Linked DNA regions of Mus musculus: region 1 is linked to region 2. Evidence: chromatin contacts called from public Hi-C data. All regions are on one chromosome and are shown on one strand. The core of a region is the stretch at or near the end of the contact, and the rest is flanking DNA. Distances in the headings are between cores, read along the strand shown. Region 1 holds the start of Med15 (mediator complex subunit 15). Region 2 holds the start of Tango2 (transport and golgi organization 2).

Evidence for each region. A called contact is a pair of places that touch in the nucleus more often than the background predicts.
Region 1: a contact with region 2 is called in a Hi-C map of B cells, with 5 read pairs. The contact joins the promoter of Med15 here to the promoter of Tango2 in region 2. A contact is called at or near these places in 1 of 39 promoter capture datasets (liver) and 1 of 484 Hi-C or Micro-C datasets (B cells).

Annotation. Positions count from the first base shown.
Region 1 is chr16:17,719,800-17,725,067 of GRCm38.p6, reverse strand. Med15 (mediator complex subunit 15) reads left to right here and starts at 2,121. Exons shown (of 18, transcript NM_033609.3): 1 at 2,121-2,312. The coding sequence starts at 2,245.
Region 2 is chr16:18,340,630-18,345,997 of GRCm38.p6, reverse strand. Tango2 (transport and golgi organization 2) reads left to right here and starts at 2,088. Exons shown (of 9, transcript NM_001359109.1): 1 at 2,088-2,200.

The DNA of each region.
Region 1 (5,268 bases), core at 872-3,371, 620 kb after region 2:
GTGTACTCATATACATAATAAATAAATAAATAAATAAATAAATAATCTTTAAAGGAAAGAAAGAAAGGAAGGCAGGAAGAAAGGAAGGAAGAAAAAAAGGAAGGAAGAAAAAGAAAGGAAGGAAGAAAGGCATGTACCACCATGCCTGGCTTTCCTATTCTTAAAAAAAAAAAAAAAAAGATTTAGATAAAGAACCTGAATTAGCTTTCTCCAGCTGTACTGCCAAATTTTGCCTCTCAAGGACTGGGATTAAAGTGGTGTACCACCATGCCTGCATCACCATGCCTGTATCACCATCACCGTGCCTGCACCACCAAGCACCACCATGCACCATCATGCATCACCACGCCTTCATCACCATGCACCACTATGTACTACCATGCCTGCACCACCATGCACTACCATGTCTTCATCACCATACACCACCATGCCTGAACCACCATGCTTGCACCACCATGCACCACCATGCCTCCACTACCATGCACTACCATGCACCACCATGTCTTCAGCACCATACCTGCACCACCATGCATCACCACGCACCACCATGCTTGGTGGTTTTGAATTTTCTTTTTAAGTTTTGTCATACTCAGTTTTTTTTTTTTTTTTTTTTTTTTTTTTTTTTTTTTTTCTTTTTTCCGGAGCTGAGGACCGAACCCAGGGCCTTGGGCTTGCTAGGCAAGCACTTTACCACTGAGCTAAATCCCCAACCCCCATACTCAGTTTTTTAAAGACTTACTTATTTTATGTATATGAGTATATTGTAACTGTCTTCAGACACACCAGAAGAGAGCAATAGATCAATGCTCTTAATGGCTGAGCCATCTCTCCAGCCCCCACACTCAGGGGTTTTTTTTTTTTTTTAGATTTATTTATTTATTTATTTCATGTATATACTGTAGCTGTCTTCAGATATTCTGGCACACCAAAACAGTACATTGGATGTGAGCCACCATGTGGTTGCTGGGAATTGAACACAGGACCTCTGGAAGAACAGTCAGTGCTCTTAACCTCTGAGCCATCTCTCCAGCCCTGACACTCAGTTTTTAATTCATTTGTGTTTAAGACTTTTCCAAAGGCCAAAAGTTTTTTTTTTTAAAGGGTGCTTTCTTCTATAATAATAAACACATGTATTTTATTTATTTCTTTATTTGTCTATTTATTTATTTATTTTGGGGTTCATTTTGGGTGTTGTTTGTTTTTGTTTGTTTGAGACAATGTGTCTCTACATAGGCCCTGGTTGTCCTGGAACTCAGTATGTAAACCAGGCTGCCTTGAATTCAACAGAGATCTGCCTGCCTCTGCCTCCCAAGTGCTGGGACAAACAAAGTTCTAAAATGAGGCCTTACATATTGTTGGAAAAAATGAAGACTTACAAAATTGGTTAGTTACCTTGTAATCTCTACTCTAAACTTAAATCATATAAACATTGAAAGGTGAACTCGAGACACATAAGCCCAGCAACAATTATCCACTTAGACCAAAATGTCCTGTATTAAGGGATGCACCACTAAGAAGCAAGGAATATGAACCACAGAGAAAACATTAACAGAAATAATGCTTTTGCTTTCCTTTTAAATATGGAGCTTAATGATTCAATGAGCAGAGATCCTAAACCTAACATTGCTTGTTGGTGAAATACTAGCTTTATTTTGATGACTGTAGAATGTACATATACTTATGTACACTTAACATATGTTAGAAATTAAAATCTCAATATTTAAATACCAAATTTATTTAAAATACCAAAAATATGTTATACATTAGCAATTATCCCAACACTGGCAACAAAATATACATAGACTCTGTATGTGTGTCTGTGTGTGGTGTGTGTGTGTCTATGTGTCCGCATGTGTGTCTCTCTCTGTCTCTGTATCTGTCTCTGTGTCTGTCTTTCTGTCTCTTTTTTCTGTCTTTCTCTCTGTTTCTGCCTCTGTCTGTGTTTCCGCCTCTGTATCTCTGTCTCTCCCTCTGTGTCTCCCTCTCCCCCTCTCCCCCTCTCCCCCTCTCCCCTTCTCCCTCTTCCCCTCTCCCCCTCTCCCCTTCCTCTCTTCCTCTCTCTTTCTGTGGCGCGCATGCGTATACAAAAGCAAGACTTCATTTCCCACAATTCTTCCTGTACTTCCGGCGTGGCCCAGTAGCGGGATCGCTCGGCTTCCGGGTTCGGGCCTGTCGCTGTGGTAGAGGCGGCGGCGCCGGGGGTGGCCGGTAGGGACTCGGGCTACAAGAGTAGGGGCTCCGGGCATGGACGTTTCGGGGCAGGAGACCGACTGGCGTAGCGCCGCCTTTCGGCAGAAGCTGGTCAGCCAAATGTGAGTGTGGCCTGGGGCAAGGACCGGTGGTCGGACCTTCCGGGCGGGGAGGGTGAGGCCGGGCTAGACCCGCTCTTGACCCTGGTCAGAAGCTGCGGTGTCCGCTGGGTGCCGGGGACGTACAAGGGTCCTCCTGGAGTCTCTCTGGCCTTTCTCGGCAGACAGGGACTGCTGGCTAGTTTTTCTGGGGAGGAACTCTGCAAACCCAGCTAGTGCCCTGGCTAGTGAGTCATCGTCCTGAGCCGCCTCGTCATTTGTGTGCAGATTTTCCTTTGCTTCGATTCGCACCGAATATAGAAAGAGAATGAGGCAGCCAGAGATTTTACACGGGTGCCGCGTGGCTTCTTTTATAAAATAAATAAATAAAACGAAAACCACATCAATGAGTTGGAGGAGGCTGGAAGGAAGGTAAATTGGAAGATTGATGTGTTTGGGTTGTAGGCAGTGGAATAGAAGAGTGCTCCGGTTTCTTCCACAAGGTGTGTCAACTTGGCCAAAGGGTAGCAGGAAATAGCTGTGGGAACTTCGGGAGTGAAGGGCAGGGATGCCCTCTGCCCACGGAGCACTGCAGAGTGCTTGTTGCACTTAGCCATTTTACTGAGTTTCCTAAAGTGTTCAGAAAATTGCCTGTGGCACAGCTTTTCCCCTGAGGGTTGGTACTGTCTGTCTGTAAAGAAACAGTACAGTCGTGCCAATGCTCAGTCATTTTTGTGGGTGCTAAAGTGTCAGTTGAGTAGACTGGAGCAGCCTCGAGTAGGTGACAGATTGAGCTCTAGAGAGAAAAGTAGGAGGGTGACAGGCCACCATTCCCAGCAGATGATTGTGAAAGCATCAGGATGGACGGCTGTAGGTGGAGAGTTCTGGGTCTTTGAAGCAAAGTAGTCAAGGATACATCATGAGGATGAGCAGATGCTGGCATGGTTAGTGTTGGGTGTTTTGGGCAAACAACTTGTACCCGTGGTTTTTTGTTTGTTTGTTTGTTTGTTTTTTAGTTTTTCGAGACAGGGTTTCTCTGTGTAGTCCTGGCTGTCCTGGAACTCAGAAATCTGCCTACTTCTACCTCCCAAGCGCTGGGATCACTGCCCGGCCCTTCCTCCAGTGTTTTACACGTGGTCTGCCTTGAGGTGGTGCAGCATTAGTGTTGGGAAGGCCCCTGAGTCCCTGGAGATGAATTAGGGACCCAAGAGAGGCCAAATAGGCAATTTGGGGAGTTTTTTTCCTTTGGAAGGGTTGGTGGGGGTTCTGTCTTTTTTTCATTTAGATCATATGGTCTCATGAGTTGATTGTAGAAGACTTGGTTGGCAGAGATCATAAAGACCAGTATTAAGTGCTGAACTTGAAAGAGGAAGACAGATTCCAGAGAAAGAGGAATGAATATGTGGACAATTGGTGACTAACTGGATGGAGGGGGTGGGGTGGGGTGGGGTGGAGTGAAGCAATGGACTAAATCGGGGAAGCATCAGTACAGTGGAGGGAGTGGGTACTGTGTCAGTGGCTTGGTACCGCCGCACAATAACCCTTGCACGGTTTTGCAGACAGTTCAGCAAACAAGTGTTTTGTTTCTTAATTGTTTTAGATTTAATTTATTTATATGAGTGTTTTGCTTGCCTGTATATAAGTGAACCATGTATATCTGATGATGTCAGAGGTCAGAAGAGCGTATAAGATTCCCTGGGATTGGAGCTACAGGGGGTTATGAACTGCCCTGTGAATTCTGGGAATCGAACCTGCTTCTTCTGTAAGAGCTCAGTGTGAGTGCTTCTAACCTCTGAGCCAAGTCTCCAGCCCACAAGTGCAGTATTGATGTACTTGAGTTATCTCTAAGTGAAGTCTTGAGAAATGGTCTGAGCTCCAGGGCAAGGATTCTTTGGGAAAGCCCAGTACAGTGGATCTGGAAGAGCAAGTTGTTATCACAGACAGTAGGGGAGAGCTGCAGAAGTATCTGAGGTCTGAGGGAAGACTGAAGTATACTGGATACACTGTAATGCCTTGTGAGTCCTGAGGTGCTTTCTACCTCTGTAAGATACTGCACTTGTATATTATTTTGTTTTGCTGTAATAACAATTACCATGCACTTAGCATCTTAAACAACACAGATTTATATTTGATCTTTTTTTTTTTTATGTCAGAGGCTCATGTAAGATTTGGTAGGTGTTAGTTTCAGGGTTGAAATCAATACGATGGCAATATACACATTTTTTAAATTTATTATTTATTTTTTTTATTTTTTTGGTTTTTCGAGACAGGGTTTCTCTGTATAGCCCTGGCTGTCCTGGAACTCACTCTGTAGACCAGGCTGGCCTTGAACTCAGAAATCTGCCTGCCTCTGCCTCCAGAGTGCTGGGATTAAAGGCATGCGCCACCACTGCCTGGTAATTACATTTCTTGATGGAACCTTTGGAACAGAATCTGCTTTCAACTCCATTCAAGTTGCTGTCCAAATTCTATTCCTTACACTTGTAAAACTGAGGTATCCTCTTTCCTGCCTATTTGTCAGGGGCCAGTTTTTGTTCCTGGAGGTTGATTGTATCTTGTGCTTTCTTTGTGGCCTAGTCTAACATTGGCTGGTTTCTCTGACACTCACCAAATTCAGGTAGAGAACATCCTGTGCACTTCCCAGATCAGTTTGGAACAATGGAACACAATCGTTAGTCTGTATCTTCAATCACAGCTATGCGGTCATTTTTTGAGATACAGTGAAAGATAGTCACAGGTTCCAGGGACTGGGGCCTGTGTATCTTGGTGGAGGGGGCAACATTTGTCTACTGCATTTGAGTGAGCCCCCTCAAAGGTTGCTTTCTAAGAGTAAAGGTATCTTAGTTTGCTTTCTGTTACTGTGAAAAACACCATGACCAAGAGCAACTTGAGGAGGAAAGGGTTTATTTCATGTTACACTTTATCACACAGCCCCCAACCCCCAGCAAGAAAAGCCGAGTCAGAAACTCAAGCAAGACTC
Region 2 (5,368 bases), core at 839-3,338:
GGATCCCCTTCCCCTAATTTGGACTGCCTAGTTGGGCCTCAGAGGGAGAGGGTGTGCTGGGATTAGATGTCCCAGGGTGGGGTGGTACCCAAGGGGGGCTCCCCCTTCTATGAGGAGGAGGGGAGGGTGTAATAGGGGGTTGGATTTGGGACTGGGAGGAGAGGAAGGAGGGGAGCTGCTATCAGGATGTAAAGTTAATAAATAATTAAGGAAAAAATTGGGGCAGAGGTTCAAATCCCCCCCGCCCCCAAAGGGCCACCTGCTGCCTGTGATGGGATTCGAACCACTGTTCAACATGTTCTTACATCTCTCTTTATGGATAGGATTGATGAGAAAGCATATCCAGCCATTGTCCCACTCTGAATTCATGGCTTGGTGCTTTGGGGACAAGCTACTGTGTATCTGCTATATCCCAGACCATGCTCTTTTAGCCTCAAGCCCGTGTCCTGCTTGTCCATGACTACCTCTTAGTCCTGTAGACCAAGTGATCTGGCAGCTCAGATGGAGACAGCTGGCAGGAGCACAGGGTGACTGTGCTAAGCTGGAGGAAGAATGGAAGTGCCTAGCTAGGTCTGCCACCTGCTGGCCAGGAGTCATAGTCTCCGGAGTCTGGTCATGTTTGCAAATGATTTCCTTTAGTTCTCAGGAGGAATGCTGGTGAGGCTGTGTGAGAGAGGGCAGAGCTGTGACTGGGTCTGGCTACAGCCTTGCTTTCGCCTCTCTGAGTTCCAGTTTTCTGCAAAACATCAGCATTGAAGTTTGGGACCATGGCACCTAGATCGTCCAGGCAGCTAATGCCACTTGGCATTTTTTTTTTTTTTTTTTTTTAGATTTATTTATTTTTTTTTTATTATATGTAAGTACACTGTAGCTGCCTTCAAACACTCCAGAAGTCAGATCTCATTACGGATGGTTGTGAGCCACCATGTAGTTGCTGGGATTTGAACTTCGGACCTTTGGAAGAGCAGTCGGGTGCTCTTACCAACTGAGCCATCTCACCAGCCCGGCATTTTTTTTTTAAATCAATTACATTTTATTTTGTGAGTATATACCACAATGCACATGTGGTGATCAGAGAACAACATAAAGGACACAGATCTCTCCTTCCACCATGTGGATCCCAAGGATGGAACACAGGTGGCCAGGTTTGACAGCGAGCATCTATACCCAGGCAGCTATCTTGCTAGCCCTTTATTTTACTTCAAGTGAATAGCTTAACTGCTCTGAGCAATTATATTTACATCTCTCAAGTGGAGTGAATGAGAACTGGGTATCAAGTCAACTGGGTTGAGAGTCTGTAGTACAGTATCATTGTCTTTAATGTGGTTGTGATCCTTGTACTGAGTACTCACTTTGGGGAGGACCTCTGATGCTCCCTCCACCTTAGCGATGGATGCTCAAGCCCCTTACACAACCTGATATTAACAGGTACAGGAAGCCCCCAGTGATTGTCCTGGCCCTGTTCTAAATGTCCCAGTCATTGTCCAAACATAGCTCAAGCATGGTAAATTCCTCATCCTTGGGGGTCTGGACTCACAGAACAGCCTCTGTGACTTCTTAAGGACTATGGAAGGCACGGTGGAGCAGAAGTCCGTGTTCTGTGTTGTTTTTTAGTGCAGGGAATACAATAGATGAGAAGTCAGAGGCCAAGGATACAGGCAGTCTAGTAAGACTTGGAGGCGACAAAGGGAGGGGAGGGCTATCTGGGACAGATGATATGGTCTAGAGATAAAGACCAGGACTTTGTCTAAAGGGGGTGGAGGTGGGTCCAGCGCCTGAACCGGGCGGGGTGCAGGGTCTCACAGAGATAACCCACAGGCTGAGGAGCTGTGGCTGCATGAAAGGACCAGATGCCCACACAGCTCCAGCCTTGGTGCATCGCCAGCCTTGGTGCATCTCCAGTCTTGGTGCAGCTGCGGGGGCGGAGCGCTATATCTCTAAGCGACAGCACATACGGCCAACAAGGCCGCGGTTCTGGGTTCGATGCTCCGCCCTTCGCTGCTGCGCCCAATAGCGAGCGCTCTGGAGGCGGGCCGGGCGGGTTCTGGGCTGGAGGCTAAAGCCCGCGGGTGCGGCACCCGGAAGTCGGCGGCGGCGGAGGCGGTGAGTGTGCAGCGGGTGGCTGGGGCTAGCGGGCTGCGCTCCTGGCGGGGCTGACCCAAGGTCGGGCGCCGGGCTCCTGGAACGCGGTCTGGATCAGGTTGGTCGAGGACGAGGCGGTCCGCCCCTTCTCGTCATAATTCAGTTTTCCCTTTCCAAGGCATTAAATGGAAACTAAACGGCCTGCTGGTTCGGGACTCTAGTCTGACAGACCAGACCAGACTGTCTCTGATAATTGAAAGCAAAACCCTCACGGTACTGGAAGATGTTTCTATTTATCCCTGTCAGGATTGGGTGCGGGGAAGGGTCTCGGCAGCAGGGGCAGACTTGCTGTGTAAGAGGCTAGATTGGCGGGACAGAGAGCTGCATGGTTGTTGCAGGGTGAAGGGCTGCAGTCTCCAGTGTCAAGAATTACTCTGGAGCCTAGTCATGTCGCCCCTCTCACTCTGAAACCTCCGATGGGGCCTTGGGCTTCACAGAATGTCAGAGTAGACAGCAAGTGCTGGGTCATTCTTATGCCTGATATGGGCTTTACTGGGCTGGCGTAGTGAACCCTTGCTCAGAACGGGAGGACATTGCGTGTAGGCTGCATCCAGGCCAGGTCTGGCCCCACTCTAGGCTCATTGGCAGCTGAGGTTTTGCTTGTTTGCCTCTTGGACAGTGGACAAGGAGGCCCTGATGTTGAGATCCATCCATGTACCCTCAGCATCTTTCCTATGTTTCCTTCTGCCCGATAAGTCATGTCTTTAGAGTGCACCCTATGCCCTTGCAAATGCCTTGCTCAGCAGACCTGTCTGCTGTCTGGGCCTGCTGACTACCGTTTTGCCACTACTAAGCTCAGCCATCTTCTATGGGGTAGATGTGACAGCTATAAGGGACAGGTGAGAGACATGTCCTCTAGACAATTTTTTAAGGTAGTTTCATTAGTCCAACCTTGTACATAGTGAAGTAAACTCTAGCCAAGGAGGCATGTGTTTCCAAGGCTGCTGCAAGCCAGGGTGATTGGCTTCCAGGCCCGTGCTTCTTCCCCTTTCCCTGAGACCTCCTGGGTCATGTGGTCTGCTGGAGAGGGTGACTGTTCCCAGATAGAACAGAGCCTCTGCCCCTCCTCCAGATTCCTAGTGTTGCTGCTGGGATGTGAGATGCTGTGGTGCTCACATCTCTTCAGGTTCCCCCACATGGTCCCCAATCCCACATTTTCATTTTACTTTTGTGTCTTTATTTTACTTTAAGTGTTTGGGGGACACATGGCAGAGGGGCCCAGCTCCCAGCTGTCAAGTCAGCAGCCTGAGAATTTCCCCTAGTTTTAAGGACCTAGTCTCAGATCACACCAGGCTTTGATGATGAAAAGAATTCCAGGCTAGCCAGTTTAGGAAGCAGAGTTGGAGATTGTGTTAAAGATATTTAAATAGAGGCTTAAGTATGAAGATTAGGCACAAAAGAGGTGCCCAAAAGAAAAAAGTAAAACATACTTCAGAGCTTGGGCTCGGAGCTTCTCCGCTTCTCTGATGCATCTCATTGAGTGAGGTTTAAAAGTCCTGTCTTATTCATGGCTCCTAACTAGGTTCAAAGTCAAAAGTTCAGCCCTGGGAATAGAGGAAGGTAGGATATCTTACTGTCAACAGTTTTGTTTGAGGTTCTCTAACTGTGTCTGGGAAGAGAGATAAGGCCATACCCAAGATCATATGCATTTTTTTCAGGCCTTAAGTGTATTGTTATCTTAACATAAAATACCTGTAAATGAGGCCAGGCATGGAGGCTCACACCTTTAATCCCAGCACTTGGGATGCAGAAGCAGGCAGAACTCTGTGAGCTTAGTCAGGGCCACACAGTGAGAACTTGTCTCAAAACAAACAAACAAACAAACAAATGTAAAAATATCTGTATATGAAAATCCTGGTAAGCGTCGGCACCCGTAGCACTGACTGTGCTGGGCCACTTGCTTTTTGCTGGCAAACGCATTAACCCTGGTCCAGGAGGAGGTCCTGCCCTTGCTTCTCTTCACGTCATTGGCCTGTGTCTCCACCCTGCCTCAGCTAGATGCAGTCTGATCACCTACTTGCTCTCATATATGGTACCCCTTAGCCCTTCCCTGGATGTGGGTGACCGATCACCTGTACAAAGAACAGGACAGGAAGGCTTGGAGGAGTTCTAGAAACAGAGCCAAGTTTGTTGTTGACACTAGGTGGGGAAGAGCCAGAGTTCGTCCTTTGGTGATGTGTCAGTCAGCTTACAACAGTAGTAACTGTGAGTCTGGCGTGTGTTGACTCAGACCACAGGGCCTGCTTGGTAAAGGGCTCCTGACAACAAGATCACCTCAAGCCAACTTGATTTTTTGAGATAATCTGTACCATTTTCACCTCTTACCTCAACTATTCATTGTTTGTTCTTTGAGGCAATATAGTCTTGATGAGACTAGAACTTGCTATGTTGCCCAGGCTGGCCTTGAGCTCCTGGCTGTCTTATTTCTTGGCCTCCAGGGTGCTGTCAACTTTAATATTCTGTGTGTGTGTGTGTCTGTGTGTGTGTGTGTCTGTGTGTGTGTGTCTTGCTATGTCACCTAGGCTGACATTGAATTGGCCATCCTCCTGTCTCTGCCTCCTAGGTTGGAGGATCACAGGTGTGCATGCTACACCCAGCTCCCCTTTGAGATTTCAAAAGTCATGTATACAAACTTAAAAAAAAAAATGCCTCCATGTCCCAGCAACTACTCCCATGGTATACTGCTGACACTTGTGTCTACTGGCAAGGTGTCTTAGTGCTTGCCTCTATCCTCTCTGGAGAAGCTGTGAGCTAGAGATGGCTCTATAGTTAAAAGCACTTGTTCTTGTTTGTTTGTTTATTTCAAGACAGGGTTTCTCTGTATAGTCCTGGCTGTCCTGGAACTCACTTTGTAGACCAGGCTGGCCTCAAACTCAGAAATCCGCCTGCCTCTGCCTCCCGAGTGCCACTTGTTCTTGCACAGGTTCTGGGTTTGGCTCCTAGCAACCAGATAGCGCCTTCCAGGAAACCTGACATCCTCTTTGACCTTTGCAGGCACCAGGAATGCATATGGTACACATAGGCATGCATGTAAGCTAACTATCAGATGCATAAATAAATTATTTTAAAGATATATTTATTTTATGTATATGAGTATACTGTAGCTGTCTTCAGACACACCGGAAGAGGGCATCAGATCCCATTACGGATGGTTGTGAACCACCATGTGGTTGCTGGGAATTGAACTCAGGACCTCTGAAAGAGCAGTCTTATCCACTGAGCCATC